2 separate regions of the Mus musculus genome follow, and region 1 is linked to region 2. A link is a contact called in public Micro-C data. All regions are on one chromosome and are shown on one strand. Each heading gives the region's core, a stretch centred on a gene start, on an enhancer-like site or on the middle of the called end of the contact. The rest is flanking DNA. Distances are from core to core; before and after follow the strand shown. Region 1 overlaps Cacna2d4 (calcium channel, voltage-dependent, alpha 2/delta subunit 4). Region 2 overlaps Bms1 (BMS1, ribosome biogenesis factor).

Evidence for each region. A called contact is a pair of places that touch in the nucleus more often than the background predicts.
Region 1: a contact with region 2 is called in a Micro-C map of the G1E-ER4 cell line, with 3 times the contacts expected there. The contact joins two enhancer-like sites. A contact is called at or near these places in 2 of 39 promoter capture datasets (cranial neural crest and pre-B cells), 2 of 484 Hi-C or Micro-C datasets (the G1E-ER4 cell line and cortical neurons), 1 of 115 datasets of contacts at active chromatin or transcription factors (large pre-B cells) and 1 of 9 other capture datasets (embryonic stem cells).

The regions. Positions count from the first base shown.
Region 1 is chr6:119,345,015-119,352,396 of GRCm38.p6, reverse strand. It overlaps Cacna2d4 (calcium channel, voltage-dependent, alpha 2/delta subunit 4), which reads right to left. Exons shown (of 38, transcript NM_001033382.3): 33 at 7,301-7,353; 34 at 6,947-6,967; 35 at 5,146-5,263; 36 at 3,559-3,671; 37 at 3,220-3,302; 38 at 1-2,366. The coding sequence ends at 2,262. Among named protein-coding and RNA genes, the nearest start is that of Lrtm2, 18 kb to the right of the region's middle. Within about 2 kb of position 5,841, at least 51 of the 459 cell types and tissues checked have an H3K27ac peak or open chromatin away from gene starts, as enhancers often do. A contact at or near this core is called in the G1E-ER4 cell line, where this site is marked.
Region 2 is chr6:118,409,163-118,416,065 of GRCm38.p6, reverse strand. Bms1 (BMS1, ribosome biogenesis factor) reads left to right here. Exons shown (of 23, transcript NM_194339.1): 5 at 2,147-2,335; 6 at 2,845-2,987; 7 at 3,990-4,111; 8 at 4,391-4,584. Among named protein-coding and RNA genes, the nearest start is that of Bms1, 6.8 kb to the left of the region's middle. Within about 2 kb of position 5,370, at least 5 of the 459 cell types and tissues checked have an H3K27ac peak or open chromatin away from gene starts, as enhancers often do. A contact at or near this core is called in the G1E-ER4 cell line, where this site is marked.

The DNA of each region.
Region 1 (7,382 bases), core at 4,592-7,091, 940 kb before region 2:
CCTTTTATTTGAGGTGGTTCTACTCTAGCACATAAGCTCAGCGGCACATTCCTGGTGCTTCTGACAGGGCTCCAGCTCTTGTGGTTGAAGGCAACACAGATAAGGAAAGATGCCAGAATGCTGCATTCCATTCATTTAATCTCGGGGGTGCCAACTTCATTCCTCTAAAGTCAAGGTGCCAGATCTTTCACCTAATCCAGACTGCAGTCTTCCAGTGTCTTGGTGGAGTTATGATCACTCACTGAGGAGGGCTTAGCTTGCCACGTCATGTCTTGGCCATCCTCCTACATGTCCTTTGGCGGCACTAGTCTCAGAATTGAGAGGCAGGCACACCTTGGGAGATACCTGGTGTCCATGGTAGGGACAGAGCATCATGAAATGCCTTCTCTTCAGCTGCTCTGGTGGTGTTCTAAACGATTCCTCAGTGCCAGGCACGAGAGCCCCGTGGCTCCTGACCAGGAGCTGCCTGGCACCCTACATTTAGCATTTCTCCAGTGGCCTAAAGAGTTGATCAACGTCCCCAAATGTTCTGCCTGGTTGGGTGAAGGAGACAAGTCCTTTAAGAGACTTGCCTGCTTGCCATTGAGACCTGACGCTGCTGAAAGGAGGTCATAACACTGATGACAAGGCAGGTGATGTGACGGTGGTCAGGAAAGACCTGCCGTGCCTGACAGAGAAAACACTGCTATAACAGTTTGGTACTTCACCTGGCAGCACCTCTGACCTTCCCTACGTTCCAATCCCCGATGCAGGATGCTAGCTAGTGTGCTGTTAGTGCTTACTGAGTGCTAGCTGGTGCTAGGTACATTGCCTCCTACTACACAAAGCCGAGACTTAGAACCAGTTTCCCTTCTCCAAGTTTTAGCTTTTATTCTTTTTCTATTTATTTTTTTATCTTCAAGATAAGGTTTCTGTGTAGCCCTGGGTGTCTGTCATTTTATAGACCAGGCTAGCCTCATACTTAGAGATCTTCCTCCCTCTGCCTCCCAGTCCTGGGATTCAAGGCGTGCACCACGGCTGCCAGTTTAGGTTCCTGATTTAAAAGATAGATACGCGGGGCTTGAGAGGTTCAGCTAGTGGAGAATGAGGGCCCAAGTTAGGTTCCTGAACTATTCCAACAGTAGGGCTACAGCGGGGCATGCTTGCAGTCCCAGCCTTGGGGAGACAGTGACAGAAGGGCTTCTGGGGCTTGCTGGCCAGCTATGAATTGGAGGACTCAGATTTTGTGAGAGATCTTATCTAAAAAAAAAATTAAAGGAGTAATTGAGGAAAACGGCCAATATTACCTTTGGCCTCCACATCTTTGTACAAACAGGTACACAAATGTGTGCGCACGGGCGTGTGTGTGTGTTCACTTGGGCATTGTGGCAATGATTATGTGTTGTTTCCAGCCTCCAGGACTTTCCCCAGCAACAGTCTGGTTTCTTTTGTACATTGTGAGCCACAGAAAGCCCACTATGGCTCTTGGAGACCTCACCTGGCTCCTTCCTTTAGTCTGTGAGGCGCGAGTCTCGGTTCTGCTTTTTCTCGCCACCTCCTCAGGATCATGCCTGTCCAGTGCCACACTGGTGCTTGGCCCAGTGCAGCAGCTGCAGAGCTCATCCTAAAAGCTTTTCTTTCCCTTTCTGAGATTATAATTACAGCATTTATCCCTTCCCTTCCCCTCCACCTCCTCCCATACACCCCTGCCCGCTCTCCAGATCATTAGTGTAAAAAGGTTGAGACTCTTCAGAGGTAGCTAATGACAGCTCGCAGGACTTAATATCCATTGCGTTCCTATTGTTTCCGTTTGTGCTGGGATTGAAAGTGTGAACCACCACGCCCAGCTTCCTTTCCATTTCTTCCCTCCTCTTCTGGTCCCTTCCCTAGTCTTTTGTCTCTCCCTCTGCCTGTCCTCTGCACTATCTGATGGATAAAAGCACCTTCCCTTTGGTGGCAAGCACACTCTTGCCACAGCCTCTACATGGGCCTCGCCGCTCAATTCCAGCCTCCAGAACTCCTCGGATCAGCAGATCAGCCAGGGAAATGGGTGACCCTTTGGTAAACTGGAGTAATGAACTTCTGTCCTTCCTTCACTTGAGACAAGAGTAGAAGACTTGAAGAGCCTTGGAGATCCCTCTAGCAATCTCTAAGAAGCAGAGACTTGTAGCCCCAGGACTGAAACAGGAGACATCCCACAGCAGTGAGGGGCCTTCATAAGCCGGTAACTTTGTAGAATGTCCTGTAAGGTCCCCCTTCTGCGAAAGTCAGATGGGATGGAGTCACCACAGAAGCTGGGGTGGAAGCAGCCAGGCCCCCAGTGATAGCAGGAGCAGAGGGGATGAAGGCAGAGTGTCTGAAGCACCGCCACAGTCCTGGGCATTCTCCTAAAAAGCCAGAGGGGTAAGGAGCATTAGGAGAGAGGTGGCCAAGGTCTGGCATGTACAGCATGGGTGCACACAGACAAAATAAGAGCCTGCTTCCAGCCTCGCCTGGAGATGGCGAGGTTTCAGATTCTCCCCCCCCCCCCCCCCCGCGCCCCAGACAGGGTTTCTCTGTGTAGCCCTGGCTGTCCTGGAACTCACTCTGTAGACCAGGCTGGCCTTGAACTCAGAAATCCGCCTGCCTCTGCCTCCCCAGTGCTGGGATTAAAGATGTGCGCCACCACGCCTGGCTCGGCGAGGTTTCAAAGATGAGAAGAAACCTGCCTTTCTTCAATCTTCTAGGGACAGTAGAGACTACTTGCTTAAATCTTTAGGGCCTTCCTCTCATAATTGTGTGGAACAGCTGTCATCTCCAGGAGCCCCTCTAGGGAGGTAGTTTGTAAAGGCAGCCACACCCAGCAGAGACTGGGTAGTAAGGTCCCTGGCTTAGGGGTTAATAGATACCAGTCGCTATTGTCATTAGCTAAGTCATGGTAAGTAGCGCTGAGGTGTCTCAGAAGTCAGGAAGGATGTGAGGGGAAGCTTACTGGGCTCCAGGCCCTAGAAGTACAGATGCCCTTGGGTCCTTTTCCCTTTCTCTCTGTCTGCTTTCCTTTGCCCCTCCCCCTCCCCCAACTGACCTGGAACATCCTTGCTTGCCACTGCTCCTTATTCTGTGTATCACACAACATCATTGTGGATGCAGGGCTCCCCCAGCATGATAGACACATAGTCCAGAAATACTCATGTCCCAAGAAGCCACACACAGGACAAAACTAGGGGTCAAAGGCCAAGCCTCTTAGTTCATAGCCCGCACCTCTGGATGGAAGGCATGGCAGGAGCCTGGTCGTCTCCGGGGCTTCTGGGAGCGCATCCTGTCACACTTGACAGAGGCATTATGTGCGGAGCTCACTGTCAAGGTACAACTCTCCACAGTTCCAGAGATCCTGAAGGTCAAGATCTGTGAGGTCAGTGGCCCAGCAAGCAGGTACAGGCTGGGCCGCTCCCTCCCCCTCCCCCTCCTCCCTCCTCCCCCTCCCCCATCATGGTGCTGGATGCAAGGGAGGACAGTGAGAAGCTGGACTCTGCAACCCAAATCTGAGCTGCTCTATGATCTCTCAGCCACCCCCTTCCCCTTGGAGGGTGGGAAGGATATATTTGACTTCTGTGGCCTCCTGGAGGATGGGAGAGTGGGCGCTGCAGTCACAGGTGCGGTCTGTCACGAGCAGGAGCAGGTTGCTTCGGGGAATCTGTTGCATCACGAATGTCCTGCAGCAGAGAGGGCAATGGGCTCTGAGTCGCAGGAAGTGCAGCCTCCAGGAGAAGTTCTCTGGGGAGAGACCTTCTGGAGCCCTGGGAAGGACAGGCAGTCCCAGGAATATTGAGACCAATAGCTCAGTACTTTTACATGAACCGTCACAATGCCACCCCTCCATTCCCAGTAGCCTGGAGAGGGTGAAGAAGGAGCTGTCATTAACACCCACAGGGATCATTTCCAGCAAACAGGCATATTACCTCTGTTAGAGCCAGAGAATTTGCAGTTCTGGGCTTGGCCACAAGATGGCACCAATGCTCCTATATATAGCTTGGGTTGGGGGGTAGGAAAAGGTCTTTATGTGTTACATACACAGCTAGGAAGGTTATCACCAAGCATTTTGTATGGGGTGGGTGATGTTAGACACACACAAGTAAGTATATAGCACACATATAAACTCACATGTGGCCATTACACCATTATGTGAACTTGGTATAGTTCCCATTGTGCACAGGACAAAACAGGCTAGAAGCTTGTCTGCAGTTAAGACTAGAGATGGAAAGGATCAAAGGCAGAGTCAAGTCTGTCTGCTGGGAAGCCCTTCTTCTCTACTATCCCCTCAATGGTTCCTTAAAGCCCGACATAAGCACGCCAATAGTGTTAGCCCCAGGAAGGCTGCTGTATGTGTACTTAAGATGTTACACATGATGAAGAGGCGGCAACCTAGATCTGTCTAGCGCCACAATCTGAGCTTACACAATAGTTGGCCTAGCTCTTTGGTTCCCCAGACATCCTGGTGGCCCCAGTAAGCTGCAAGACTGGCCAAGGGAGGTCCCTGGAGGTACTGTCCTCCTGGGTTGGGACAGATGCCTCTAGGTTGGTTTCTTCAAAGTTTAGCGTGGGAAGTCAGTAGGTGTGGCCTTCCAAGCTGGTCTGGATGAAGCTAGGGACTTTTACCCAGGAGCTAGCCTGACTGGATTCTGCTTAGAAATTCAAGACTTGGCCTGGCGATGCCCCAGGCTCTGACAGCTCCAACCAAGGCTCCTACTCCTACCCTGTGCCTTTGCTGAGAACACCCCAGTCCTGCACATAGTTCCTGCTCTGTACGGGGCAGAACGTCCTGCCTCTTTCCCAGCCTGTCACATAAGTGTTCAAGGCCCTGACGCTACCTTGCTCTGAGCGGAGGGGAAGCAAGCCTGCAGGGGTTTCCAAGAGAGACCCCGTGGCCTTGGACTTCGACTCACTGACTTGGGAATTGGTCTCTGGATCCTTGGCCCTGTGTCTCCTAAAGCAGACAACCAAACTGTCCACACCCACTCCCCTCCCCTCTGCTCCAGTCTGGGTTTTTGCTGCACTGAAGATCAGGATACCGAGAAGGGCAACTCCTCTCTGAGATGAAAGGGACTCCTTTCCTCCTGTGGAGACTTTCCTATGGGTGCCAAGGGCAAGACGCCGTTGGCCGGATTCCGTGGCTGCCTGGAGACTTACTTCTGGCAGCCCCCACACTCGATGATGCCATTGGCTTCCTGGATGGCCGTCTGATGCACGAACACTGGGTACTCTGTGTCACAGGGGTGCAGCAGGTCCTGCTTCTTGTGCTTGTGGGCTGTGGGTGACAGAGGAATGTGTGTGAGGAGGGTTACCACACATCACAGAAGGCCTTAGGGAACCCATCTACAAGGGTTGGGGATACAGCGGACCAGCACTCGGCAAAGGGTACAGCAGAGCGTGGAGGCCCTGCCACGCTGCTGTAGAGAGTAGAGGCCTTGCCCTGGCTCTGCTATGCTGCTGTGGAGTGTGGAGGCCCTGCTGCGCTGTTGTGGAGTGGGGAAGCCCTGCTACACTGCCATGTTGCCCTTCCCAGGGCCCTTGAGATTTATCCCCGGGCACTCGTGGGCACCTCGCAGCACTGAGGTCCTGATGCATCAACACACTTTACCCTTTACAGCCCAGCAGGGAAGGAGGAGAGGGAAGGAAGGCAGCAGGAACCATATTAAACACCCAGAAATGGGGTGCAATCAGGACGCTGCTTTTGCAAGGTCACACAAGGAGTGAGGAGGAGAGTCACAGGTCTCCATGCCTGGACCCGGACGCTTCCCTCACAGACAATGAGGCTAAGAGGAGAGGCAGGCTTCAGGCTAAACAGTTCCTGTGGGCTGGGAGAGCAGACGGGGTTCAGCCAACTTCACTTCCTGTTCATGCTACTGGGCACCTGGCGTCAGAGGCTGGAAGCCTCAAACAGGGCTCTCCTACTAGGCTTAAGGTTGGGCTATTTTCCTGTCATTGGAGAGGGCATTCCGTTGCTGAAACCTATCAGAGTCACCAGTGGCAGGACCAGGTGGCTTCCTTGAGGTGTCCTGGCAGAAGGGACTTACGGAGCATGCAGGCGGGAGGAGCATGACTGACTGCATCCTGAGGCTAACGTGAGTGAGCAGACTGTAACACACAGCTTCTGTCACGATTCCAGCAAGGCCCCGTGAGAACTGCTGGAGGTGACTTCCCACCACAGCCAGGAATCATGAAGGAGACCAGATCCAGGAAGTGTGAGCCCAAGGACCTGCCTTGGTCAGTAGCAACCAGAGGGGTGGAAGGGAAACGAAGCGGGTTGGGGGGGGGGCATCGTTTGTATAAGAAAGCCAAATGAGGCAGTGGGAGCCTTCTTGGTACCAGATATCCAGAACCCTGAGACTGTTGAGCAGGGTGGGCTGAAGGCAGGCATCTTTATGGCTTAGGAGCCCCACATCTCCAGGACCCAGGTGCCATGTGTGTCTCTTGGTTTGTAAAGAACAGATGTCCTTTCCCAGGCTGACAGCAAGCATCAACAGCAGCTGGGACAAAGTTTCCCTTTGCTTTGTGTTAAGGCCACCTCAGCCTGTCATTGTCTTTGAGGTGCTTTGGCCTTAGGCACAATTTCTTTCGTTCAAGTGTTGAGCCTTGTCGAGGCTGGCAGATACCTGGGCACAGGTGACAATGCTTTTGTCTCTGGGGTGACCTAGTAGCATCTCCGCTACATAACTGGAGCCTCTTGAGAGGAGATGGCTGTTTCCTAAGGCAGGGCTGTACTTAGACGGCTGGAACTCTGTCTTTCCTTTCTTCCCAGAAAGGAAAGGGCTTTAAAGTGGATTAAGGGTTTGGGGACCCTCCCAATCAAGGAGTGTCCTAGGATAAAGGACCAGATAAAGAACTCAGCTTGTCTGTGCTCACTCCCTGGGTTCAGGCTTAAAGGCGAGCCTGTGTGGCTCCCTGGTATACCCGGATACGGTAGGATCTTTCAGTCAGAATTACTTACAGTGATGGAAGACAGATTTGGCTGCTCAGGGCATGAGCCCACCACAGGGTTGGACATGGCACAGGAAAGGCACAGGACCACATGAGGGCAAGATGATGTCATAGGGTGGCAATGATGTCATAGGGCGGTGATGATGTCATGAAGCAGTGATGATGTCACACGGAGCGAAGGTGTTCAGAGGTGATGTGACGTCACACACAGAGGTAAGGGAGCCCGGAGTGAGGGGGAGGAGATGAATGAGATGAGATTATGAACATGAACATTTCGACACCCACCCTGCTGTCACTGACCCCAGACAAAAGCCTTCCAAGGAGCTTACCAAAGTGCTGCCCACAGCTGCCTCCTCGCACTTACCCTCTGACCCTTTGTCCTGCCAAGATCCCCAGGCACTCCACTCTAACAGGAATCTGCAGGATACAGAACACCGTCTTGGGGG
Region 2 (6,903 bases), core at 4,121-6,620:
TCAATTTAGTTCACATAACCACTAATGTGCTCCTTCAGGTATTATGTGCACTTTACGTATAATGAAATTGAGGCTCCTAACAGTTAAGGTCATTGTTTTGGGATGAACCCTTCCTATTTCTTTCTTGTTTTGTTTTGAGACATGATTTCGCTGTAGTCCTAGCTGTCCTGGAACTACTCTGTAGACCAGGCTGTTCTCAAACGCAGAGATCCACCTGCCTCTGCCTCCTGAGTGCTGGGATTAAGACAGGTGCTAGGATTGAGCGGGAATCGCCATTCCCTTTTCTTTTTGAGCATAAGTTTTCGTTTTGTAGGATCTTCGTTGTCTCACTGTTTGAATGCTTCCCACGTTTGTATACAGAATTGGGTGGTTTTTATCCTCCATTATCCCGTAACTCCCCCTCTCCTACTGAAATCCTCCCAACGAGACCCCTTTGATGCCTTTTTGAGTTTTTGTTTTGTTTTATTTTGTTTTGTTTTTTAAGACAGGGCATCTCTGTATGGCCCTGACTGTCCTGAAGCTCATTATGTAGACTAAACTGGTCTCAAACTCAGGGATCCACCTGCCTCTGCCTCCTGAGTGCCGGAGCAAAGGTGTCTGCCACCCACCTTAGCTGATGACTTTATAGCTACTTAGTTAAGGATTTATTTGACTCACTGTGCTTAATTATGACTGCTTATGTGAGTCAGGTTCTTTACTGGAACCCTGGCTCCTCTTCCCAGCATCCAGTAACTTCCCATAGTACATGAAGGAATGCTGATGGTCTCAGTCTTGTCCAGGTCACAGTGAGTTTTTGAGTACACTCTTCCCCAACTTGTGGCTTTTTATCCTTTCACCCTGTCTTCTGCAGTACTCCTGAGCTGTGGAGAAGGAGGTACAGTAACACTGATGTCCTGTTTAGGGCATGCATTCTACAGTTGTTTGACCAGCCATGAATTATTAACTGCCACCACTTGCAAAAAGGATCTCTGAAAAAGGATAAGAGTCAGACTAATCAATTTTCTTGTTTGTTTGTTTGTTTGTATTTTGTTTTGTTTCATTTTTGATTCCTGACACAGGGTCTAACTGTGAGCCCTGAGTGCTGGCCTATAACCTGTTATATATACCAGGCTAACCCCAAACTCAGAATACTCCATGTCTCTGTCTCCCATAAATATAACTACTTAGAGGGCAGTCTGACACTGTGTCCTTTTAACAAAACACCAGCAGTAGATTCTCCTCGAGAGCCTGTGACCTCTCCAGCCACAGGCTCTCAACCAGGTTTACAGTGCTAGGCCTGAGTTCTATAGAACTGGCCTCAGATCCAGTCAAACAGCAGTTGATTACCCGCACAGTGGCCATCTGAGTGTGAACATGACTTGCCTGGCAGGCCAACATGGTAGCTGGGGTCACAGCTGGGAAGATGGTTGGTGATTTCCCCACGTCTCTCTGGCAACTGTACATTCCATAGGATTCCCAGTCTTACTGGTTATGCTATGGTCAGGGTTTAGCAATAGAAAACCTATACAGTACTAATTACAGGAAACACACAGAGCCTGAGGGGCTTTTGAACTGGTGGTTTTCACTACTTTTTTTTTTTTTAAAGCTGACCCTTAAGGATAACAGAACTGTGTGTTTGTGTGTGTGTTTAAGATTATTTTATTTTATTTTATTTTATGTATATGAATGGTTTGCTTGCATGTGACTCTGTGCACCCTTTGCACATCTGGTGCCTGCAGAGGTGACAAGAGGGTGTTGCATCCCCTAGAACTGGAGTTACAGATGTTTGTGAACTGCCATGTGGGTGCTGGGAATTGAACCTGGGTCTTCTGTAAAAACAAATGCTCTAACTGTTCAGCCATCTCTCTCTGACCACATCAACCTATACTGATTTTTAAATATATATATATTTAAATTTGGGAGTTACTCAAGTGTTACTCTTAGTACAATGTAGAATAAGCCTTGTGTTTTTAAAATGACTGAAATACTAATAATTTTGTAAATTTGAGGATATGAATGTTAATGGAGATATCTTTTGTGACATTCTTTTGAATATTTAAGAAAACAAGTGAGTGGCTTGATGTGACCATGGGCCATAATTTGCTGACTCTTGGTCTGGGGGGAAGTATTTTCATGGCTTCATTGAGAAATTGTGTTCTGTTTTTAGGTGCTAATGCTTATAGATGCCAGCTTTGGGTTTGAGATGGAGACATTTGAGTTTCTAAACATCTGTCAAGTACATGGCTTTCCTAAAATTATGGGAGTTCTCACCCATTTGGACTCCTTCAAGCATAACAAGCAACTTAAGAAGACAAAGAAGCGTTTAAAGCACAGATTCTGGACAGAAGTCTACCCGGTAGGAGGAAAATTATTATTGGATCCTATCAGTTTTAGTCCTTTAAAGTAGCCAGAGTGAAGAGCTATTCATAACAGCTCTAGGGTGTTCCTGTATGCATGTGTTTGTAGCCCTTGGCCTGTTCCCTCCACATGGTCTTTGTCAGGTCCTCTTGGTGTATCGAGTTTGCTTCTGTGCATACACATGAGACAGTGCACTCTGTTGGTCATGGTTTGATGCAGTGCTTCAGAAGTCTCTGCTAGCTAAGGACCAGGACCTACCACTTCTCCTTTTTGTACCGCTGTGGCCTGTTGGTCACAAAATCCTTTCTCTGCTCAGGAATCTCCGTGCCTTCTCCACATATGCCAGTGCTTAATTGAGAGGAGTTTGCTTTGTGAGGCCTTCACGTGACACATGCTGAAGAAGGCAGCCAGCTTTGAAAACACCAAACAGTAACTTCCATTGACCTTGCTTTCTATGCTATTGACATAGGTTTAATTGACATTCATTCTTTCTTTTTTTCTGTTTAGGGCGCCAAGCTATTCTACCTTTCTGGAATGGTGCATGGAGAGTATCAGAACCAAGAGATTCACAACCTGGGCCGGTTTATTACAGTTATGAAGTTTAGGCCTCTCACATGGCAGACTTCTCATCCTTACATCTTGGCAGACAGGTAAAATACTAGTGTGAATTTCTTTCTTCCTGGTCTGTTTCTTTTTAACTCAAATTTTAAGATTTAAGAAAGGTCAGTGATAGTACCTATTGCCTGCATCACCGGAAGGTGCGATGCTTTGGAGTGGATAATTATGGAATGTTTGCAGTGTTTGGAGTACAGATCAATGCATAGAGGGCTGAGTTCCAACATTGTCCTTTTGTTTTCTTTTTCCTCATCTTTATTGTTTTGTTTGGCTTTTTTTTTTTTTTTTTTTGAGACCGGGTTTCTCTGTGTGGCCCTGGCTGTCCTTGAACTTGCTCTATAGACCAGGCTGACCTTGAACTCAGGGACCCGCCTGCCTCTGCCTCCTGCCTCCTGCATCTGCCTCTGCCTCTGCCTCGGGATTAAAGGCATTGTCACTGCTATCTGACTTTTTTTTTTCCTTAACAACACAAAAAATGCAGATAATAGAAAAAGGAAAGATTTTGGGGCATCTGCGATGGTGTCCTTGTGCCCAGGGCTCTAGTCACCCAGCACCTGTTTTGTGTTTTTCTTCAAGCTTTCTTACCCCATAGTACCATTCTTTAGAGGAATCCAAGCTCACCAAAGGCCTCAGCCAGCAGACCAATCTTAACTTTCCAGTAAAGAATGTTTCTGAGCCTGTGCTCTGCTTTTCCCTGACCCAGTGAGGGTGTCTGTCGTCTCCCTTAGAAGTGCCTTGTGGAGTGCATCGCGTATCTGCGGAGCCCGGTGGAAGCAGTCATGCTTGGCTGCCTGTCCTGTGGTGCAGCCCTTGCTTCCTTGTTTCTGGGTTTTGTAGTTTTCTGAATGATGTGTTTAAGGAGCGAGGCTTGGTTTTGTGGTGTTTGAGATCAAGCTCTGGGTTTGATCTTGCTGCCCAGTGTTGAACCACTGAGAGCACAGGCTCTCAGTCTGTGAACAGGAGTTGTCAACACATGAAGAGAAGTATACGTACTTTTTATGTTCTTTCCTGCCATGTGACTGTATTTTATTTCCTAGGATGGAAGACTTGACAAATCCTGAGGCTATCCGCACAAACGTCAAGTGTGACCGAAAGGTGTCTCTTTATGGTTATTTACGAGGGGCCTACCTGAAAAATAACAGCCAGATCCACATGCCAGGTATCGTCTGCTCTAAAGCACTTGATGTTTGTCACCCTCTTGTCACACTGAGCAAGGCAGAGCCGTATTCTGGAATTTTTAAAGATAACCCAGCTATGCATCATCTGCCAAGTGCTGATTGAGTGCAGTTATCTAGCTAGCAAGGCCCACTGCTTAGTGCCTTTTCTGTGTCCTGCCTCGTGCCTTCAAACACGGGAATGTTTTTCCAGTAGTCGATACCGGTTTGTTTTCTGAATGTTTGACTTGTTGCCAAGTTGCTTCCTGGGTTCTGTCTTCCAGGCGTGGGGGATTTTGTCGCCAGTGATGTCAGTTTTCTCCCAGACCCCTGCGCTCTTCCGGAACAGCAGAAGAAGCGCTGTTTGAATGAGAAGGAGAAACTGGTTTACGCGCCTCTCTCTGGGGTTGGGGGTGTGCTGTACGACAAAGATGCTGTCTATGTCGACCTAGGTGGCAGCCATGGCTTCCAGGCAGCGGTAAGAAGTGCTCTCTTCTGAATTATTCTCCACGAATCTTTTCCTATCAAATAGCGTGTTCATATTCTTACTGAAGCTTTTTTCTTTTAATTGAAGTTTATAATAAAACAACTGATTATAAAAGTGTTTTCTTTCCATTGAACCAAGAGAAAATACAAATACTATCCTTCATACTCTTCAGATTTGAAGTGCTCAGTTGTTGGCACGACTGCCAGCACGATGCCTGTCCGCGCTCGTCTTCCTAGAAGACTGCAGTGCTTTCTAGGTCTACAGTGCTCCTTTAGTCAGTCAGTCAGTCTGTCTATCTCTTTTATAACCCTGGGTGGGGTGGTATGTACGAATGAGTGTGTTTGTCTGTGTAAGTAATTGGTGATGTTTTTATTAAAAATCAAAATTAAATCACATTCCCTCTTCCCTTTTCCTCCAACTCCTTCAATTCCCTCTTCCCTAAATATCTGGCCTCTTTTTCTTTGATTATTATTGTTGCTTATAAATATATTCTTGTGTGTAAATACACATATATAAGTATAACTGAGTCCATTTGATGGTATTTGCGTGTATTTGAGTTTCGGGCTAACCACATTGTATGGGATAATTACTTAGGGGACTCATCTCTGGGTAAGACTAACTCTTTCTCCCTCAGCAGGCATCAGTTGCTTGTAGTTCTTTGTCTGCTGATGGGACGTGAGGTTCCCCCACCACATTAGCATGTCTATTGGTGGTATCCTTGTGCAGTCTTGATTAGGCAGCCATATTGTTGAGGTTTCAGGGCTGTAGCTTCCCTGTCATTTCTAGGAAACAGTCTTATCCACAGAACTCCAGGGACTTGGGTTCTTAGAAATCTTTCTGCACCCTCTTAGATGTTCTGTGAACCTTAGGTCAGGAGTTGTAGTGTAGATATGTCTGTTAGGACTGGGCTCTCAACCAATCTGTTGATCTGTTGAACTGGCATTGTGGGCAGTTTATAGCTTTCTATAATGGTCTCTATTTGGTATAAAGAGAGGTTCCTTTGATGGGGTGTGATAGCTACCCTTGTCTGTGGGGATAAGGATATGTTTTAGAATGCACTTGATAGTCTTGCTGGTGTAGTGAAGTGGTAGTAGTAAGTCCTCTAAAATCTATGACTTATTAGCCCCTAGTTGGTTAGCTTGCCACTGCCAGGCATGGTTTCCCTCCAATTGATCAGGCCTTAAGTCCAGTTAGGCAGCTGTAGGTTATTGGCCAGATATACGTTTTGGAATTACACTTTTAGGAACATCTTGCTACATTCGTCATTGTTGTGCTTCATTGGCATCACAGCTGGGCAGGACTATTCGTTGCTTCCTTCTCTTGGCTTGCTTAGTATTTTCTGGTGCTATGAAAGCTAGGCCTTAGGAAGGAGCTTTCAGGTTGGATCCAGTTTGAATCCTCTGACTTCTGTGCCCTAAGTATGCAGTATCTTTGGCAATAGGGACCTTCAACCTCAGAGAAGCAACCAAGGGCAACAGCAATGGCCTATATTGTAGGAGTCACTTGGACTCCCCTGACCAACCACTCAGGTGGAAATGTCTCATCCTGGGTATTGGGGTTTTGTTAGATAGCCTGTGGCTCTTGTGGAGAACAGTGTCACACTAAGTGGCATACTTCACTTAAGATCTTTAATCGGGTGCGTGTGTGTGTGTGTGTGTGTGTGTGTGTGTGTGAGAGAGAGATACATGTACATGTACTTGTATGTGTTATGAACAATTTAGGTAGATATAAAATAGTGACTTCTTGAGGCTTTACTAAGCATCCTTTGTTAATTATCCTCCTTTCCTGTTGAACGTCCCTAGGTTAGAGCCACATGTGTTTTTAAGACATTTGAGATAGGGGCTGGTGAGATGGCTCAGTGGGTAAGAGCACCCGACTGCTCTTCCGAAGGTCCGGAGTTCAAATCCCAGCAACCACATGGTGGCTCACAACCATCCATAATGAGATCTGACTCCCTCTTCTGGAGTGTCTGAAGACAGCTACAGTGTACTTACATATAAATAAATAAATCTTAAAAAAAAAAAAAAGACATTTGAGATACTCTTCTTGTTTTGAAATACTTATTTGATATTTTTATATATGTGTATATTATATATCACCCCAATTACTTTCTCGTCCCTCACCCTAGTGGACGCCTTTTCAGTAAGTCCTCCTCTTTTGCTGACATGTTTTACCTAACTGTGACTTGTTCTGGCATGTGTATGTGATGGATTTTAGCAGTTCTCACACGTGCTTCCCTCCCTCATAGCCACTCTCCTTTCCTGATGAAACTCTTTCCAGCTGGCCATTTTTTATAATCACCCACTGAGT